2 separate regions of the Mus musculus genome follow, and region 1 is linked to region 2. The links are chromatin contacts, called in public HiChIP or PLAC-seq maps. All regions are on one chromosome and are shown on one strand. Each heading gives the region's core, a stretch centred on a gene start, on an enhancer-like site or on the middle of the called end of the contact. The rest is flanking DNA. Distances are from core to core; before and after follow the strand shown.

Region 1 (3,984 bases), core at 287-2,786, 36 kb after region 2:
GCTTTTGTTGGCCTACTAATTTTGAACTTTTGGGCCATTATACTGCATGTATTACCTAATGCTCTTATTTAAATGTGTCTCCCACAAATATTCCATATTGAACTCTGTCTTCCAAGGTGATGATGGTCTTAAGGCTCAGAGGGACAATGGGAGGTAATCTCGGTCTTGAATGTGGAACCTCCTTGATGCGATTGGTGTTCTTGTAAAATGAGACAAAGAACTTCTTGCCTTTCCACCCATTTATAAACCAGGAAAAGTCTCCAGACATGAAATCTAGTCTTAAGAACTGTGTGCATGCTTTCTCCTCCAGCCAAGCAAGATGCCTAAAGGAAAGACAGCCAAGGGAAGAAGGTGACCCTGAGCATCGCCGGTGTCAAGGACCAGGAGGCCAAAAAAGTGGTCAATCCTTAGTTTGAGAAAAGGCCCACGAATTTCGCCATTTGGGAAGGACATCCAGCCCAAAAGAGATCTTACACGCTTCATCAAATGGCCCCGCTACATCATGCTGCAGCGGCAAAGAGCCATCCTCTACAAGCGGCTCAAAGTCCCTCCTGCCATTAACCAGTTCACCCAGGCCCTGGACAGGCAAACAGCTTGCCCACAAGTACAGGCCAGAGACAACGCAAAAGAAGCAAAGGCTACTGGCCCCTGCTGAGAAGAAAGCTGCTGGCAAAGGCGACGTCCCAACTAAGAGACCACCTGTCCATTGAGCAGGAGTCAATATAGTCACCACCTTGGTGGAGAACAAGAAGGCTCAGCTGGTGGTGATTGCCCATGATGTAGACCCCATTGAGCTGGTGGTTTTCCTGCTTGTCCTGCCCAGGTTGGGGCGCCTGGTCCACAGGAAGAAATGCACCACTGTTGCCTTCACATAGGTTAACCCGGAAGACAAGGGTGCTCTGGCTAAGCTGGTGGAAGCTATTAGGATCAATTGTAATCACAGATATAACGAGATCCGTCGCCACTGAGGAGGCAACGTGCTGGGCCCTAAGTCTGTGGCTCGCGTTGCCAAGCTGGAAAAAGCAAAGGCTAAAGAACTCGCCACTAAACTTGATTAAATGTACACTAAGTTTTCTAATTACTAAATTACTTCCCAAAAAAATGTGGGGGGTGGGGTGATGGCAATTGTGGGCTTGGGGGGGGGGGAGGAATCATTTCTTACTAGTAGTTCTCATGTTGAAATTTATATTTCCCTTCTGTCATGGTTTAAGACAAATCCAAAAGTGTCCCTCCCGGTGCTGCCCGCACTCAGGGGCTTGTGCTGCAGGGCTTAGGGAGGCCACTCACGCGCGGCTCTGGGGGCGCGGGAGGAGAAGGCTGGACCGGGCGCGGCTCGGCCCTCCGCCATCCGGGAGCAGGCTTCCCAGTCATCCCCTCAAGGGAGCTTGTCGCAAGCTGCAATCCCTGGCAGCCTCACCGACCGTCCAGCCCACTTTCCCCGGAACTCACCGACCACGCCAGCCGCGTCGCTATGGTTACGGGGGAAAGCTGCTCTATTCTCGCGAGAGCCTGGCGTTACCTCACTTCCGGTCCCTTAGGCCGGAGTTGGTTCCCAAAAGCCCTCGCTTCCGGAGTACCACACTTCCGGGCGCGGCCTCTTTTCCGCCAGCTGGGGCGAGTTCCAGGCTGAGCCCGGGTGCTGCGGGTGCTGCGTGGCCTGCGGGGCGTGGCGGTGAGTTCGGGGTTGGCGACCTCGCTATTCTCCAGACACCTGCGCCCCCAGGGGCCTGTCCTAAGGTCCCTCTTACCGCTTCCCTCTTCCCACCCGCCTCCTCTGCTCCTCCCTCTCTGCTGTTCCCTACTCTTTATCCCTTCTCTCCTTCCCCTTCCCCACCGTCGGTTCCCGGGACCCAGGTGCACGAATCTTGGTCTGCGTGGACGAGCACCTCGGGTCACGCCTGTCACCCGTACCTTCCCAGCACAGCGACTGCAGATGAGGGAGTCCCCGAGTTGAGTGCCCCAGCGATGGCTACTCCCTGGAGGCGCGCCCTGTTGATGATCCTGGCGTCCCAGGTGGTGACCCTGGTAAAATGTTTGGAAGACGACGACGTCCCGGAGGAGTGGCTCCTTCTGCACGTGGTCCAGGGCCAAATAGGAGCCGGGAATTACAGCTACTTGCGGTTGAACCATGAGGGTAAAATTATTCTCAGGATGCAGAGCCTGAGAGGGGATGCGGACCTGTACGTGTCGGACAGCACTCCGCACCCGAGCTTCGACGACTATGAGCTGCAGTCTGTCACTTGCGGCCAGGATGTGGTCTCTATACCGGCACACTTCCAGCGACCGGTCGGGATAGGAATTTATGGACACCCCTCTCACCATGAGAGCGACTTTGAGATGAGGGTATACTATGACAGAACTGTGGATCAGTACCCATTCGGAGAGGCTGCCTATTTCACTGACCCAACAGGAGCCAGTCAGCAGCAGGCTTACGCTCCAGAAGAGGCAGCCCAAGAGGAGGAATCAGTTCTCTGGACGATATTGATTAGCATTTTGAAACTGGTGCTTGAAATTCTCTTCTGATCCCTTGAATATGCTGGAGCACAAACCCTTATTTTCACAGAGCGATTACAGTTTGCTGCGAACCTAGCTACTTGACCTGGTGAAACTCTGGTTACTTTTTTCTAGACTAGGATGGAAAAATAAAGCCATACAGTTTTGTTACCTCAGTTTACTCCCCAAGCAGGAAAAGCAGCAAGCACAATATTTTAGAGATTAAAATTCCTATAAAAAGGAGTCTGCTCAATAAAATGTTTAAATGCATTTTGGTTAGTCAGGTGAGTAAGAAGATTACAGTAACAGGCTGTATAAATCAGATTAAACTTTACTGCTGGTGCAGAAGTTGATGACTGTAGAATTTATAGACATTTAAATGAAGTACAGCACTTCGAGTTTTAAAGTCTTTAACATTTTAAAGCCAGGTGGAAAATGCAGTGACAGGTTCGCTCTTCCCAGAGCCTCTGCACAGTAGGGGTATGGTACCTGATACCCAAGCAAGCTCTCCTGGCAGCAAGTATTGACAAACTGTTGCTGTGCTGGTGATTTAGAGTCCAAATCCTGTTGTACCAGATCTTGGGCCATTTGCCCTTTCCTCTGCTTAGCCAGATTGGAGCTTTCTGGTTATTAGGTAACTATGATACTACCTAATCAGGTCAAGACAGAGTCATAACAAGTGGTAACTTTGTTATATTCAAGAAGAAATACTTCAAATTAAGTTGCTACTACCTCTTTCTGCTGATCTCTGGAAAAAACAACACTATGAAATTAAAGCCTGGGGAAATGAGCCATTTCTCTGACTTTGTTTCAAGGGTAGAAGTTGCTAATAAAGAAATAAATCAACTTGATGTTTAAGGTCATCGTTAATTTCAAAAAAGTTTTTATTGGCATAAAAATGAAAGTGTTGTAAATAAATTGGCACCAAATATCCCAAACATGAGGGTCAAAGCCTATTTTACCCCTCTTTGCTGTTTTTCCCCCTTCTGCCCACTTTCCTGGGTGTTGGGGGAGCTCGCTGACAACAGTCACAAATCCAGCGACCTAGGAGAAAAATTGTTAGTTAATATAGAGTGGAATTTTATTTTTATAGGACTGAGTACAAACCATCTAATCTCATTCCTGAGCTATCTGTAGTGATAACTCCCTGGGATTTTTCAGTGGGAGGGAGTACAGACTGGTTCCTTAAGCCAAGGAAGAGAATGTAAACAACCCTTAATCAGTGTAACCAATGCAGTGTGAACGTTAGTGCATGGCCAAACGGCATTGTAAAAATCATTTGTACCTTAAACAAAACTACTGTTACCCTTCTGAAAATTCAAATACCATCATGCTTTTGAAAGCTCAACAACACAATTCCTAATGTAGAACATGTTAAAGAAGCTGGCTTTCTATGGCCTTTTCCTCCACTATTCTAACAGTGTTCTCTCTCTCTCTCCCTCTCTATCCCTCTCCATGCACTTTAAAACTAGCACCTATCCCATACACTTG
Region 2 (4,040 bases), core at 299-2,798:
AAAAGAGAGAGGGGGGATGGTATAAAGAGGTGACGGCCAGTAATGGGAAAGGGAAGGTTAAATGGGGTAGAGGCTGGGAACAAAGAGTAGAGGACGGAACATGAGGGGTGACTAACACTGAAGAACTTTTGAAAAAGTCACATGGAAGCCTACCACTGTAAAAGTAAGTATACTTAAAATGTATACTACATATATAAGAAGAATTTAAATGGAGTTACTCTATAATGGGGTGGCAAACCCCTCCTAGATACCATAGGCTAACAAATGAAAAGCCCAGAGTCCAGAATGATTACCACTTTTGGACTTACTGGCCACTGGGGTCCCACAGAACTCCGAATATTACAGGCCATTGCCAATGTTATTGGCTACCATCCAGAGACTGACGGTAAGACCCTATTGATAGAAACACACATGCTTGGGTCACAGACTATAAAGAAATGAAGCTGGTTAGAACCTGAGGCTTCATCCCTTCTGGCTGGCTTCCATAGTACTGGGCGGTGCTGTGCATTCTACCACAGAGAAGTTATCATAAGTCATACCTGGCTGCAAACTCTGAATGCTGCCATCAGCCTGACAGGACACGGCTATTGTAATAATGGTGTGAATATAATAGTGATAAACTATATTCTGATTGGATTTAAGGCCCATCCACAAATTGAAACCCATACTAGGCACCAACATCAGGCTAAGAACCTGTGGCTAGTAGACATAGGGGGAGCATTGTCCTAGTGCTCTGCTGAACAGCCACAGTGTGATACTGACTCCCGATGACTTAACCTCATAGCCATGGATTAGTGCGCCTCTCAGCCTTCAGCACATTCACTGCCGTCCTCAGCAGGCGGTGATTAACACAGAGACCTACCACTGGTGAAGATGCAAACATAGTAAGAGACTGAAGTGCTCAATCTGAATGGGACATTGACATCCAGCTAGAGCACTCCCTCCCAGGGCTCAGGAGAAGAAACAGAGGCTGAAAGGGCCAGAGATGGCAGAGCAAGAAAACTCTTTTCCAGATACAGCAGGGCAGTTGGCATATAAACACACAGCAGTTCTGGCAGCATGAGTAAGACTTGTGCAAGCTCAAACCAGCTGGGAGAGGGAGAGTCTGCTTTCTTTAAGGGCCTGGCCCTCGTAGGTCAAACTCCAGTGAAGGCCAGACAGACAAAAGCTCATGGATAACACAAATTGGAACTGATGGGTTTAAAACAAAACAAAACAAAGCAAAGCAAAACAAGAACATAAAGCAGCAGGGTGGGTAAAGAAGGGGTGAATATGTGAAGAGTTGGGGGGAGGAATATGATCAAATACATTTTACAAAATTCCAAAAGGGTTAATTAAAAACAAATAAATAGGCAACACTGACAAACGTCTCAAGCACTCAGCAAGCTTGCAAAGAGTCAAAGCCCTAGGAAATGGCACTGTGACTGCACGGGCAGAGAGCACGTGCGACACCGGCCCGGGCTCACATCCGCCCTGGGTTAGGGCACGTCTGAGCATCCTCACTGATAACATACTTGCTCAGTCCCTGCCCTACACAATCCTACCTCCTGACTTAAGTGGCTTTTCTATCAGCTACGTAATAGCACCCACCCTTCTCAGACGACAGCAGGGATGTTTACATCCGCCTCCACCCTAACCGCAGCTGCAGAGGCTGCAGGGGGGCAATGCAAGCAGAGTTCAGGTTTCCCAAGAAGTGGATGACCCATTCAGAGCTGCAATACTCTCCTCATCAGCCATCTTCCACTCACCACAGCATAAGCTGTCATCCTAGACTGCGCCTCCTTGAATCTGAAAGGCAGCGCAGGCAACGGACAAGGCAGAATTCCACAGAGATGCTTTCTATGAGCAGTCACAGCCTGGTCCTTCAATACAGCACAGAAGGCTGACAACTGGTACTCCACACTCAGACCCCAGGACAAGCCCATCATGGATGACTCTAGTCCTCCTGAGGGCATCCCCCTTTCTCTTTCAAACCACCCTAGACACTGCAAGGACCCTGATGTAGACTACACAGTTCAAGCTAGGCCAGGCACCCAACATGCATGGGTCACAGTGTACACCTCTGATCGTAAGCATGACCTTACCTGGTCCTCACCCATTCACCTTCCTAGCACTTCATGCCTGTGCCTCTGCTCCTAGGCAACTTATGAGTGTCTGTCCACGACTACCCAAGCGGGCATATAAGGCAAATGGACCTAAGTCAAGGGATTTTGTGTGTAGTTGTATTCAGTAACAATACCTAGTACATGTTTCTAAAGCAGCTCCAGAATCTTACTTAAAAGCTAAGAACTGTTGGCTGTAAAGCTAGGGGAAATTGTAAATCAGTTAGGAAGTGACCACAGTAGCAACATAACATGGCTGTTTTTACTTTTAAAAGGTATTGAGCTGCTTAATGTATTAAAACATCCATTAAGAAGCCAACTAAATTTCAAAACACACTTCAATAAAAACTTTTTACTAAATTAAACCTACTTCAGCTTTGCAGGAGTGGGCTTCCTTTACTGACCGAAGCTGTTCCAATGCTTTTGCCCAGGAAGGCCCTGGCCATAGCCTTGTCTCCCAGAGCTCATGCACTGGGAAGACATCCCACTCCTTCCCAGCCCTCAAAAGTAAGGAAACCTGCTGGGCGGTGGTGGCGCACGCCTTTAATCCCAGCACTCGGGAGGCAGAGGCAGGCGGATTTCTGAGTTCAAGGCCAGCTTGGCCTACAAAGTGAGTTCCAGGACAGCCAGGGCTACACAGAGAAACCCTGTCTCAAAAAAAACCAAAAAAAAAAAAAAAAAAAAAAAACGTAAGGAAACCTGAAAAGGCAGCCGGTGGTCCTGAAAGGCTGGCGTTGAAGACCAGGGACAGGTGGTTACCTAAGCCACAGGCCAGCTTCTGTCCATCCCCTGTTGAAAAATAAACAGCACTATAAAATCAAAGCATGGGAAGCCCACTGGCCAACTGACAGAGTAGAGAACATTTAGATAAATAGTCATTTTTCTCGAGTAGAGAATAACTGGGTACAGCACATAACAAGGCCCACTCGCCTTTCTCACGCTCTCCTTCCCAAGGAGTGAACCAGGCCCTGAACTAACTCTCCATCAGGACCATCAACACCATTCTCCCCAGACCTCATGGAGTAGCTGTCACTGGCACCATCGCAGCCTTCTGCTCACAGAAGAAAAACAGAAGGGACAGTGACAGCCAGCACTTTCCCAACAGCCAAAGTTGGGGGATCTTTACCAAATGTGCAACTTCACAGACGGAAACAGCAAATATCAAAATACCCCTGACAAGCACTGCATATTAGATTTTCAAAAGGCATTTGTCTAGAATTATCTGAAAAGCAGAGTTCTGTGAGCCAGAGGAATAAATTTTAACTTTTAGGTAACCCACCAAAAACACTTTGAAGAGGGGAAGGGCAGCCTCGCAATCTGACACTGCCTTCATGATGACACAAGTGATCACTTCCCTGACTTCAGACTCTAGATCGGGAACAGTGTGAGCGCCCACGGGGAGCTCCAGGACGGCAGGCAGGGAAGATGCTTTGAGAACACCATAAGGTGGCCAGGGTCAAGACCACCTTGTGGTAACCCTGTGATCAGATCTCTAGCTTCTGGCTGTGTGAAGAGGTCATCACAGAAGGTATGTATGAGCCATCCTGGCAGTGCTGCAGGACAGATGCACCCTGTGCAACTACAGTCTCACTCCACTCCGACCCAAGCCATGCTATAGAGCATCAATACCAACATCATGACTTACTGTGGTTGTCATCTTGACTGTATCTGGAATCAACTAAAACCCAAGCAGATGGGCACACCTGTGCAAGTTTTCTTGATTGGATCATTTGAGGTAAGAAGATCCGCCCTAAATTTAGGTCACACCTGTTGGCAGCCCACATAAAAGGACATGAAAGAAGGAAGCTTTGCCCTTTCGCCCCTTACTGTTGCTGCGACTTCATCTCTCCTACTGCTGAAGCATTTTTTCGCTGGTATTAGAGCCTACTTCCTCAGGATTCCAACACAGCCTGAAGACCGGCTGAGACATCCAGCCTC

The links. HiChIP or PLAC-seq counts read pairs in DNA pulled down with a chosen protein or histone mark.
Region 1: a contact with region 2 is called in an H3K27ac HiChIP or PLAC-seq map of double positive thymocytes, with 6 read pairs. The contact joins the promoter of 1600012H06Rik here to the enhancer-like site in region 2. A contact is called at or near these places in 3 of 39 promoter capture datasets (the 3T3-L1 cell line and the HPC-7 cell line), 2 of 484 Hi-C or Micro-C datasets (double positive thymocytes and female germline stem cell-derived STRA8 germ cells), 3 of 115 datasets of contacts at active chromatin or transcription factors (double positive thymocytes and embryonic stem cells) and 1 of 9 other capture datasets (pancreatic islet).

The regions. Positions count from the first base shown.
Region 1 is chr17:14,941,648-14,945,631 of GRCm38.p6, forward strand. It overlaps 1600012H06Rik (RIKEN cDNA 1600012H06 gene), which reads left to right and starts at 1,537. Exons shown (of 2, transcript NM_026451.2): 1 at 1,537-1,672; 2 at 1,920-3,984. The coding sequence starts at 1,966. The coding sequence ends at 2,523. Wdr27 (WD repeat domain 27) reads right to left here and starts at 1,477. Exons shown (of 25, transcript NM_175173.3): 1 at 1,450-1,477. Phf10 (PHD finger protein 10) reads right to left here. Exons shown (of 12, transcript NM_024250.4): 12 at 3,347-3,537. The coding sequence ends at 3,452.
Region 2 is chr17:14,905,738-14,909,777 of GRCm38.p6, forward strand. It overlaps Wdr27 (WD repeat domain 27), which reads right to left. Exons shown (of 25, transcript NM_175173.3): 17 at 2,802-2,891. Among named protein-coding and RNA genes, the nearest start is that of Wdr27, 35 kb to the right of the region's middle. Within about 2 kb of position 1,549, at least 26 of the 459 cell types and tissues checked have an H3K27ac peak or open chromatin away from gene starts, as enhancers often do. A contact at or near this core is called in double positive thymocytes, where this site is marked.